Linked DNA regions of Triticum aestivum: region 1 is linked to region 2. A link is a contact called in public Hi-C data. All regions are on one chromosome and are shown on one strand. Each heading gives the region's core, a stretch centred on a gene start, on an enhancer-like site or on the middle of the called end of the contact. The rest is flanking DNA. Distances are from core to core; before and after follow the strand shown. Region 1 holds the start of LOC123077284 (bromodomain-containing protein 4). Region 2 holds the start of LOC123077281.

The links. Hi-C and Micro-C count contacts between places; a contact is called where the count stands out from the background.
Region 1: a Hi-C map of leaf shows a contact between it and region 2, with 5 times the contacts expected there. The contact joins the promoter of LOC123077284 here to the promoter of LOC123077281 in region 2. A contact is called at or near these places in 2 of 5 Hi-C or Micro-C datasets (both in leaf).

The regions. Positions count from the first base shown.
Region 1 is chr3D:47,277,966-47,284,007 of IWGSC CS RefSeq v2.1, reverse strand. It overlaps LOC123077284 (bromodomain-containing protein 4), which reads right to left and starts at 4,302. Exons shown (of 3, transcript XM_044499534.1): 1 at 3,886-4,302; 2 at 2,531-2,809; 3 at 401-1,864. The coding sequence starts at 4,218. The coding sequence ends at 689.
Region 2 is chr3D:47,057,530-47,063,825 of IWGSC CS RefSeq v2.1, reverse strand. It overlaps LOC123077281, which reads left to right and starts at 4,535. Exons shown (of 6, transcript XM_044499530.1): 1 at 4,535-5,324; 2 at 5,459-5,545; 3 at 5,669-5,899. The coding sequence starts at 5,100.

The sequences.
Region 1 (6,042 bases), core at 3,053-5,552, 220 kb before region 2:
TTCACTTAATAGGATGCCCTGACATGTCCATGCCGTGAACCCAGCTTCTTCTAGGTCCACACAGACACAGAGATCGATCTCTGCGTAGCAATGTCCGAAGGGGATCACGAAATCTACCTACAGAATTGTAAATTTCGAGGGAACTTCAAATCCAAATTCAGACCCCGTACTCTACAGTATATATTATCAAAAAAGTCATTCAAGCCACAACAGTGATGATTTTGAATGCCACATTCTACATAGGAAAGGGCCTGAACATGCTTACCTATCACTGTATCAATGAAGAAAGTGCAGAAAAGTGATTGGGAATATATTCCTTCAGATTGAATAATGGGAGTGCAGATATTGGTGTTTCTATACCATATTTGAGTTTTGGTATGTGCTAGATCCACACATAAAGTAGCTTACGAAACACACTAAATGTCTTTTTTATTAACAGAACAAAAGAAACCATAGTTGAGTTTTTGGTATATCATCATCACATGTACGGAAAGAACAAGATTATGTTATATATATTCACTCATTAACAACACCTGTGGATGGAAGAAAGCAGAGCGACCGAGAGAGCGGGCAGCAAACCTGATACTTGCCCCAACACTGATATTTTGCGCGCAAGACGTGTCATTTTAAATATTATACACAAACTGTGCCAAATGGTAGTGCGGCGTGGTCGCCGCATCTTGACTTATCACCCGTTCATCAGCTTGTCGAGCACCACATTCAGGTCGACGTTCTGCCCATTCTCGGTCAGCCTCCGCACGGTTGCCCTCACCTGTTCCCTTGAGAACCCCATCGTCGCAACCTTCTCTACCACATCATCAAGGGCCACCCTGTTGCCCGATGCAGCAGTTGGGCTGGAACTGACTGGCTCTGCTTGTGGTAGTATCCGAGCTGTGGGGAGCCTGGTGCCGTAGCTGTTGCCGCTACCACCAGAGGATGGTCCTGAGGGAGCAAAAGGTGTGGACTTCATTCCAGCATTCCCACGGTAAGAAGGAGATCCAGTGTAACCATATGATTCAGAAAAGCTACTTCCTCCCTGTGGCCCATACCCAGGGGCACCATAGGATGGCGGTGGCCCAGAGTTGGGCCTGACGGCAGGAGGTTCATACATGCTAGGATTCTGTCCATAGAAAGGCAGGGCTGATTCATTTGGCGGCGGCATGTAAGCTGAAGGAGTGCGAACATTTGGTGTATAGCTATGAGAAGGCGCATACTCTGTCTGCTGGGGTGCAGGAGGTGCAAGTGGACTTGAAGGGTTAACATTTGTAGGCTGAGGTTGTTGTGAATATTGAGAAAACTGAGACGGGGTTTGATACTGTTGCGGTGGAGCTGGAGGCGCCTGCGCCTGTGGAACTGGAGGGGCTTGATACTGCTGTGGTGGAGCTGGAGGTGCATGTGCCTGTGGAACTGGAGGGGCTTGATACTGCTGTGGTGGAGCTGGAGGCGCTTGATACTGCTGCTGTGGTGCTGGAGGCGCCTGCGGCTGTGGAACTGGAGGGGCTTGATACTGCTGATGAATAGCTTCAGTTGTCTGGGCAGATGGTGTGTAGTAGGGTTCCTGTGGTAAAGCTGGTACAGAGGGAGCCGATGAATGACCTAGGAACTGTGCTGGAGGCTGACTTTGAAGTGTTGGAGGTGGAGGCGGCGCGTTAGGAGCAGGAAGGGCAGGAAAAGTTTGGGGTTGATGTTGCGGCGGAACGCCTGCCTGCTGCGGAGCAACTGACTGGTGCCGCGAGTCTGCCTGTCCAACCCCACTATTTTCTGATGACTGGGTCTCAGTTTTGGGTATCTGGAGCTTTGCAAGATGAAGCTGTGTTTCAACAATTTCCTGCTTGTCACGCATAATCTGTACACCCGCTTGGACCTGCATGTAGTATTACAAAATTATATGTAAGTTATCCCAATAGCATAACAACAAAGGAACAGGGTACTGCTCATAAGCATTTAAGTGATGCTCTCTCTACCATCAGACAACCATAAATCTAGGCAAGCACAATACTAGTGGGAAAATAATACCCCATGAGTGGCAATTACAAAAAAAAAAGGTGATTATGTGTAGCATCATCTGAAGGGACAATGACATGCAACGTGAATGACCAGCTTAGAAGGAGGAAAAACTACAGAAGCCTAAATGTGAATATGCATCTAGAAGAAGAATCCACCAAATATCTATGTGTATCACTGATAGGTTTAAGCCTCGAAACAGATAAATGTCTAGTTAACTACTCCCTCCATCCCAATACTGTCTTATTTTGAAGGGACGGGAGGAGTACTTCACTACAGAGCTCAAAATAAGACAGTAATTGTATATTATAAATCGTAAACAAGGTATATACAATAATTTCCAACATAATCCCGGTAGAGCATGGCAATCAGTTGTCAAAAATGACCAGTGGTGAGTTAGCACATCACTCCTGCTCAGTAAACCAATGCCAATATGACATAATATGCATTGCTTCACAAACATAGCCATCGTATAATCATAAAAATTTCAGAGAGGGATGGAGCAGGAGAGTCAAATGAAGCATACCTCCCTCAACATATTCTCAAGTTGCCTCAGTTTTCCATCAGTGCTACCATTATAGTTGCCAATTGTTAGCTTGAACTCATCAACAGAACTTTCAAGATGGTGAGTTCTACTCTCCAGCTGTGAAAGCCTTGAGCTTACACCTTCTAGTGCATACAACAGGTTATCAGAATACTTCTTCATGGTTCGATCAATATCTGCTATAGTTACCAGTCCAAAGTTACTCCTGTCTTCCTCATGATTAACATTCTTCGGCACACGGTTCTCCAATATACCAGCACTCTTTCCATCATAAAAAAAATGTAAGTAAGCTATATATGACAAATGATGGTATTTATTATCAAACGCAACTAATAATAATTAGAAGTCCATTGCATGGAATCGACAGAACCAGTGGAACAAATATATCAAACAAGAATCACAAATTTAACAAAGTAATTCAAAAGAGTACAAATAAAGTCGTAAATGTGAGAACCGGGGAAAATGTGTATCGCCATGATATCTGATATGTTACATTTAAATCAGTCGTATGCAAGAATTTAAAGAGCAATTTGTCAGCACAAGTTTGTGTGCAGCTTCTAACAAAACAAGATCTTGTGGCATAAATTTCAAACAACAGATGTACTGGCAATCTGGCATCTAACAGCATGCAACAACAACAACAACAACCACAACAACAACAAAGCCTTTAGTCCCAAACAAGTTGGGGTAGGCTAGAGGTGAAACCCATAAGATCTCGCGACGAACTCATGGCTCTGGCACATGGATAGCAAGCTTCCATGCACCCCTGTCCACGCAATCTGGCATCTAACAGCATGCAAAGAAAAACTTAATGTGCAAATCCACAGGAGTTCAGTCGCACTGATCATTTTTCTGACAAATAAGCACCCATCTATGAGCTATCACATGCTCATTAGATGCCATATATTACAAATTCACTGAGATACGTTTCATGGAATTGAAACATGACTTATAGATGGCTTGAGGAATCAACAAATTCAATTATGCATAGCATTTGTATGTGCTAACTTGATAGCCACCAAACAACAAGGCCACGTTTCCAGCGCATGCTATAGAATACCCAAAATTTAGTACTAGTACCTAACTAGCAGTATCATGAACCTATCCAACATGCAGTTCCTTCTTTTACCCAGCTGATCCACTTATGGCGCATATTGCCCAGCAATTCAATATCACTATATCACAATTCACAATATTGCCTACAAGCTACTGCTAGATTTATCTTCCGAACTAGGCGCCTTTGTGAACTTTGCAACACGGAATAATCAGGTAATTTGCTTGAGGCAAGGACATGAATCGCAGCTAGATCGAGAGATCCAACGAGTAGCAGTAGATACCTTCAGGTTGTATGGGGACGAGGCGGAGGCGGAGACCGAGGCGGCCTTGGAGTTGGAGTCGAGGGAACCCCACGAGGGCGGCGCGGCGGCGGGGGCGGCCGTGGCGGTGCGCATGGGCTGGAAGTCGTAGCTGGGCAGCACGTCGGTGGCGGTGCCGTTGGCGCTGTGGTGGTGGCGGCGGCGCAGGCCGTCCTCGCTCTCCTCCTGGGGGTCGGGGCCCATCAGATCGAGGAGCTCCGAGCCCCCGCTCCCGCCGCCCGCGAGGGAGGGGGACGGGGCGGCGGAGGCGGCGAGGCCGAGGATCTGCTTGTCCATGAACTGCGACGTGTTCATCGGGCGGGGCCGCCTCGCCGGCGGCGGGAGCGTGGTGGGTGGGGGTGGCGTGCGGCGGGGGGCTGGGAGGGGAGAGGGGCGGCTTGAGCTGGGGGCGATGGGGGGATCGGGTGGGGAGGAAGAATCGAGACGGGACGGCGAGCGAGACCACACGAGACGGCACGGCGAGTGACGGAGTGAGTTGGTTGGTTCGTCGGCTTGCGCCTCTTCCGTGGGCCTCAAACGTTTTTCCTTTCGAGAAACCTGTGGGCCTCGAACGTTTTTCCTTTCTGGGCTCTGCTGCCGGCCTGGCGGCGGGTCCAGTGGTTTGTAGAGTGTTGCGGCCCACAATGATGTCTGGGAAACCGTCCCCTGGGCTGATCTGCTTCGAGGTGGCGGGGGAGCAACTAGTTGACGAGCGCTTCTTCGGGATCCTTGCAATGATACTTGGCGCGCTCTCAGCCGCCATCACGTGTCGCGCTCTGGGCGCTTCTTTTGAATTTTATTTTTTATTTTCCGCACGCGTTTTCGGCTCATAAACCGGGTTTTTTTTTACTTTTTGATTTTCTACCGGTCTTCCTTAGCTCTTCGACAAAAAAATCGCGCGAGACAAACGCGTTTTCTTTTTTTTTCACGAGAGGCATGGTTTTGCTTCCGCGAGAGGCACGGTTTTGCTTTCGCGAGAGGCACGGCCATGCCTCCCGGAAACAGGAAAAATGTGTTTTCTGTTTTTTTCCTTCCACGAGAGGCACGGTTGTGCTTTCGTGAGGGGCACGGCAGTGCCTCTCGGGAACAAAAAACGCATTTTCTAATTATTTTTCTTCCGCGAGAGGCACAGTTTTGCTCGCGTGAGAGGCACCGCCGTGCCTCTCGGAAACGGGGAAAAACGTGTTTTTCTATTTATTTTTCTTTCGCGAGAGGCATGGTCGTGCCTCTCGGAAACAGAAAAAAAAATGTGTTTTCTCTTTTTTCCGCGAAAGCCATGGTTTTGCTCGCACGAGAGGCACGGTTGTGCTTCCGCGAGAGGCACGGCCGTGCCTCTTTCGAAAAGGGAAAAAGCCATGCTTCCTGGTTTGGTTTTTTCGTTCGGTTTTTTCGTGAATTTTTTTTTATCAACATGGGATCTAGTTTTGAAAATCTCGACGCTAGGAATCCAACGATGAAAACGATTCAAGATTTGGACGCACGGTTTAAGAGATAAAATATTTTGAATAAACGGATCTACGAAAAAGGGGAAAAGGCGCGCCACTTGTTGCAACCTGAGGAGGTGGGAGTGATCTTTGCAAGGAGTACTCCTCAATTAGTGATTTCGGGCGGGGTGTGTATGTTTTTCTACTTTGTTTAAAAAATGTATGTTTCTCTACTAGGGCTAAAGCCATGCTTTATTCATCGGAACCATAGTTTGTGAGATACAAACTGGTCATGGGGTTGAGTAAGCCACACATGGCTCCCCCGATCTAAAGAAAGGATAATTTTAGCTAGACAATGACCGAGCATACCGGCCTCGACTGCCCTAGGCAATGTCGTTCACCACCTATTTTCTGTTTGAAGTGATTATGAAGCTTTTGAGACCTAAATCTTCTATCAAATACAGTGCCTCACCGCACGCGATTGCTTTAAGTGTGGTGGCTTCGTGGAGTCCCATAATAATGAAAGGCAAGCTTCCCAAGAAAATTTCATGTTGGTCACAGCACACTGCAACAGATCCCCTGGAGTTTGAGACACCCGCGTCACACATGGGTTTTTGCATATCCCATTGGCGGAGCCCTGGGTTGGCTGATCCTTCCTGTCCCCCTAGGGGGCACACCCTTGTCGATGACCATCAACCTTTGTTCTTTTAATATC
Region 2 (6,296 bases), core at 3,286-5,785:
TTCGAATGGTGCATATTGAACGCAAAAAAGTCTGGAGTTGTAATAAGTTTAGAAAAATGAAGTGCCTTTGTAACAGATGAGTTTTCGTTCGAAACCGTGATACTTCGAAAGACATTGTCCAGTTTGTACACGAAGTGTATCTAGTTTTTGCCGTAAGCCACTCTACTTTTTTGCACATGCTATATGGGTGAAATGATGATACCATGCCAAGTTTCAACCTTTTCAGAGTTCATTTGTAGTGCTTTTCAATTTCAAGGACATTTAGTTCAAAACAAATCAGTAAATGCATGAAAAATAATAAATGATGTCAGAAAGGGTTGAAAGTTGATAACGTGGCTTTGAATGGTGCATACTGAATGCACGAAAAGTCTGGAGTTGTAATAAGTTTAGAAAAATGAAGGAGAGGCGCAATGCTCACCTGCACGTTGCTTAGCTCCAGGCTTAGTTTTTGCCGTAACCCTCTCTACTTTTTTGCACATGCTTAGCTTCAGGCTTAGTTTTTGTCGTAAATGAAGGAAAGGCGCAATGCTCACCTGCACGTTGCTTAGCTTCAGGCGTTGAGAAAGGACATATAGCTCCGTGCAGTCTACACCATTTCCTCAAGGCCTGAAGTTGTAATAAGTTTGGCGAGAGAGTGAGGGGCGGCCGGCGGGGGAGAACCGGCGCGGGGGGATTGAGGGGGGAGACCGAGTGAGTGTGAGTGTGAGTGGAGAGAGGAGAGAGTGAGGGGCGGCCGGTTGGGGGAATATAGAATGGCTTAGCAGTAGCGCGCTACAGCGAAACGTGCTACTGCTATGTGTAAACATGTAAAAATATACATCAAAAATACATTGATCATCAATGATCTTTTTGTGTATAATCTGAATTGTCAATATGAGTCCTCAACGGTTTAGAAACCAGTGAAAACTCATATTGCTGCCACAAATTCTACACATAGAGTTCAATGAAGACCAAGTGCTTGTGATAGTTTGAGAAATAACATATTTAAGGTGGTAAAAACCCAGTTAGGGGAGCGAGGTGGGACTAAAAACAGCCTGCCACAACCTCTTTAGTATCGGTTCGTGGCACAGATCGGAATTAATGGGGCTGGTGGGGCCCCGGCCTGACAACAGCCTGCCACAACCTCTTTAGTACCGTTTCATGGCATGAACCGGTACTAAAGGTTCGCCACGAACCGGTACTAATTAGCGCCACCCGCCTAGCCGTCTGAACCGGCACTAATGGTCAAATTAGTGTCGGTTCAGTTACATACCGGGACTAATGTGCTTCACATTAGGCCATTTTTCTACTAGTGTGCGCCATGCCGCCGAGATCCACCGTCATCAATGGGCAAGATGAAACACCGCTCCTCCTCTTGTCCCCTCCAACCAGCACTTGCTCCAAAACGATGCCCCGGAAGGGAGAACGACACCGAAGGCACCGTCATCGTTCGATCCGGTAGACAAAGATCTAGTGTTTCCCCCGGAACTTCCTGATCAGGTTGACGTGACCTGCAACAACGATGCCTCAAGAAGGGAACGACGTCTCATACGCCGCCATCGTCCGCCAAGACCGCAGCCAGGCGCGATTTTCACCGGAAGCCACGTCTTCCCAACCTCGCGGCTGGCTGGAACCAAGCAGAACCTCGCCACGAAGACGTACGTCGCCATCAGTACTCCGGCAGAGATCCGGCATCTTCTCACCGGTCCCTCCACGCGCCGCCGGTCGGCGAAAGGCCTCCCCGCGACGGATCCAATCGGGGCGTTGGATCCGCAGTCACCGCCGTAACCACCCCGACCAGAACAGCCCACCCCGCCGGATGGGGCGCTGCCACCGCCGCCGTCCATTGAGGGCTGCTGCTCCGCCGGCTATGGTGCTTCGGCCACCGCCGCACGGCCTGGGGTCGCCGCCCCAGCCGCCGCCTTCGGATCGCACGGGAGGAGTCGCCCCTGCCGCCTCAGATGAGATCCGCCGCGTCCACCCGCCCAGGTGCCTTCGGCACCGGGCCCGCCGCCACCGCGGCCCACGCCAGCGGCAGCGGCGGCAGGAGGAGGCGCTAGAGGGTGCTGGCGGCGCTAGGGTTCCAGGGCCCCTGGCATCGCCCAGGGGGAGGCGATGCGGTTGCTGGAGAGAGGAGATAAGAAAGTCGTGTCGTCGCGAAGCACGTTCGCCGGCAATGTATGTATCAGCTGGATCATGTATGCACTCTCTTTTAATTCGAGTATTTTTCATTCTGTTCCAGACTGCATCCGGGGAACTGTATGTAATGTTGTTGTTTGATGAATAAAGCTGATCGATGTTCTCTCTAAAAATAAAACTGACACATAATTCAACAGGCGGCGACGAGGTGAGCGAGAGGAGACATGACGTGGACGGTGGCTAGGGTTTCGCCGGGGCTAGCCGCCCGCTAGGATCAACGCTCGCGTTGCTTTCTCATGTTCACAACATTTGGGAGCTCTCTGCCACCCAGATCGGGAGGTATGCTCTCTCATTATTTATTCTGGAAAAAGTACCTTTTGCACTATCACCTTGCAAGCCTAAGTTTTCACGCATTGTTTCACTCCGCTGTCAGCATGTACATAATCCAGAAGGTAACCAAAAGGGGAGGCTGAAAAAAGGTACCCTAAACAGAATGATAAGAAGCATGCTGTGTTCAGTAGACAGTAGGGACGGCATGCAGGTTAGCTAGTGCTGTGCATCAAAATGTCAGTCAAGGGAACAAGCATGGCATGAAAGAAAGAGAGAGTATATTTGCCTTGCCAGCCAGCCGGTCAGGCCAGGCCTTGCGATCATGAAAAGAAGCGTAGCCAGCTGCATACGTATTCTAAAGCAACAAGGATTGCAATGGCACCAAAACCTAAGCCGCATCGGTTCCCCTGAATTCATCTTCCCGCATAATCAAATCCACTGCCGCATGCTTCACGCATTTGATGCATAGTATACACACATTCCCCACACTCCTTGCAAGAGCAAACAGCAAATTGCTCAGCTCCCACTGATAGTGAGAGAGACTATCTTACTGTTTCCCCCACACAGCCACACTCTTTGCAAAAGCAGAAGCAGGCAGTGGGCTCATGGCTCATGTGGACCTGGCCCGAGTGACCTCCCCCTTTTTATGAACCCTGAGCACTGTGTGTATGTGTATGTGTGTGCGGGGGCGCGTCACTGAGACCCCTGGCACCGGTAGGTGCGGGAGGGAGAGAGAAGCCAAATGTTAAAGATGCCCGGCGCAGTGCAGTGCAGCTAGCAAAGCAAAGTGAGGGAGAGCCGGAGAGGAGAGTGGTACTCAAGAAATTAAGGCATACCTGACCATTTAAGGGCTGCTCTCCTATCTCCTCGCCATGCATGGGGTCCTACCCCATTCATGCTACATGTCTCTTCCTCCTCTGGCAGTGCAATTCAATTCAATGTGAGTGACCATGCATGGTACTCTCTTTGCTGTTGGGACTCGGGAGATAGTAGCAGTGATCATGGCGGTGCTGGGAACGTACAGTGTTGTCAACCAACAGCCCTCCGGCTTGCACTGGCCAGGGAGGGAAGGCGCATCAAATGCTTGTGGAAGTAGCTTGGCCAGCTTGCCATCGCATTGCGATTCATGGGCATGGCGCCATGAAGACGGAGATGTGTTGCTTGTGCAGGTTGCCGTCGCATTTGCGACGCCAATGATGCCGCAGTCGGTCGCTTTTGTTAAGGAAAAGGCTGAAGAAGAACTTTCGAGTGCTGTGCTGGGAGACAGTGGACGGCTATGGCATGTGCGGAGTATTCTAGGTGAGTTTTGTAGATGCGCACGGCACACGCATAGCTTAATTCAGATTTGACTTGAGTAGCGGCGCATGCAGTGCCATGTTTAGGTGCTTTGAGCGAATTAAAGAGGATCCGTATCTGATATGGAAAAGCAAGCACCAAGCAACCGGATCGATCACTTTAAATTTGGCCGCGAAAGTGAACAATGATCAAAGCCAAAGGTGCACTATGTACGTAGTACGTGATCTTTGAGAGTCTCATCTGGATCCGATCTCAATCTCTACACCAACCATGGCTGTCAAATACGTGCACAAGAAAGAGAACAAAAGCCATGGCTTCGGTGGCCTACATGCATGGTTACCGATCGAGAGCTGCCGCCGGTTGCTCCAAGGAGGAAGCTACAAGGAAGCGATTTCTATCATGGCGGACAGGGATAGGAAGGCCGGGGCGCTGGCTCATGATTGCACCAGCTGAAGGCCACTGCCGGTCGGAGCCGGCCTTTGAAAATTCCCGCCCCCACCCCCCTGGCACATGGCCGCCACCCTCCCCTGCCCGCCTTTCCAAAGGGAAAAGCGAAGGAAGAGTGAGCCGCTCGCTCCTCTCCTCGGTGCAATGCACACTCACCCAAGGACGCGTGCGGTGGATGCCATGCCATCCCCCAGAGCGCGCACACACACACGCTCTGTTTCTTTCTTTATTCCCCTGACGTAGCAAAGCTCAGTGCCACTGAGCTGAACCCCCACTGTCTGCATCGACGATGGTGCTTTGGTTGCAGTAATCCATCCATCCAGCTACCTTTCGTTCATGGGGGGAGGAGCGGGAGAAGGGAATGTGGAGAGGGGGACAGGACCATGGACCCAAGCATGATATAAAATGAGATGATGCCATGGCTCGGCATGGGTAGCGCGGGGCAGGGGCGTGTCGCTCTCCTCGGGAAAAAGCGTGCCCCAGCTGCAAGCCACAGCCGCGAGCAACTCAACTTGAAGCTCATCTCAACCCGCCGTGTCGGAACTCATCACTCCGTCCACCACATCACTTCAAGCCTTCAAGCTCACCTCCCCCACCCTCCCCATCCCCACCCCCAACCCCAACCGCCGCACGGCGACATTTGGTTGACCTTCCATCTTCATATCGAGGCTCCGGCCACACTACGCCTCCACGCTAGCTCCTATATTTATAGTCGGGTAGTCTCTCTCGGGCGAGTCAAGGGAAGAAGAAGCCAAGCGATAGGGGCAGGGGAGGAGGCGGGGAAGAGGACAAGCAGGCGATCCGGTGGAAGCGGATACAGACAAGCGAGCAGCAACGACTCTACTCCCTAGCCACAAGGTTTTGAGGTGAATCCAAGAGAAGAAGGAGAAGCCCACGCACGGGCGTCGATGGCGTGTAGCTGCGGCGGCAAGAGGCCCAGACCAGCCGTCCCCTTGCTGCTGGCGCTGCTGCTCGTCGTCTCGTGCGCGTTGTCGGTGTCGGCCAGCGGCGGCGGCGGCAGGGGCAACGGCACACGGACGGCGGAGTTCCGTTCCGGGGACGAGCTGCGAGCTTACCAGAGCATCGTCGCCCGGATGGACAAGATGAAGAAGGCCTCCGTCAAGACCATTCAGGTGAGTGGCTTTGCTTCTTTTGCATGAGCCGGCCATTGATGTTTGACCCCCGACCTGAATCTCTCGACCACCTTGTTCGCCATACTTTTCTTTTCTTGTGGCAAAATGTTTGACGAATTTGTTTTTGCACGCAGAGCGCCGACGGCGACATCATCCACTGCGTGCCGGCGCACCTCCAGCCGGCGTTTGACCACCCAACGTTGAGAGGCCAAAAGCCAGAGGTCGTCCATCCCATCCGTCCCTTCTCCATAGCCAACTACACCAATGCTGCATTCTTATTTGTCTGTCTTTTACCGATCAGCGGCCGTCGTTCTGAAGTAGTGATTCTCCTTTTCCTTTTGCAGGCTGAGCCAGAGGAGAGGCCCAAGATCAGCGCCGACGCCGCCGAGGAAGAAGGGGACGCGGTGTTCCCGCAGGCGTGGAGCGACGGCGGCGAGTCGTGCCCCGGCGGGACGGTCCCGATACGGCGGACCACGGAGAGCGACCTGCGGCGGTACTCCGGTTCCCTCCGGCGGTACGGGATGAAGCCCCGCGCGTCCGGCGTCCGCCGCGACTCCACCAGCGACGGCCACGAGGTACTGCTACGCCCCTAGCCGATAACTAACACGTACGGCGATCTCATCAATCATCACCATCAATACTGACCCACCAGATTAGCGGTACCATTGAAAAATGCAAATTGATCGACAGCGGCTTCACTGACGAACAGTCGTAGGCTCGTAGCCAGTAACTGCGGTCTTAACCACGCGACCAAATCATGATCCCACACGATCGCTCAATAGTATGGCGCGCAGTAGCTGGATAACATTGATTGTGCTGGGGATAGCATTAGTAGCTAGCATCGACCTGCGTCTGTGCGCGCACAGGACATTGATTGGGGCACTGGCCGGGGATGGCGATGCAATGGCGATCGGCGCGGGGACAACCGCGGCAGCGGCGGTAATGGCGCCGCCCGCCTAGCTAGCGCGCGCG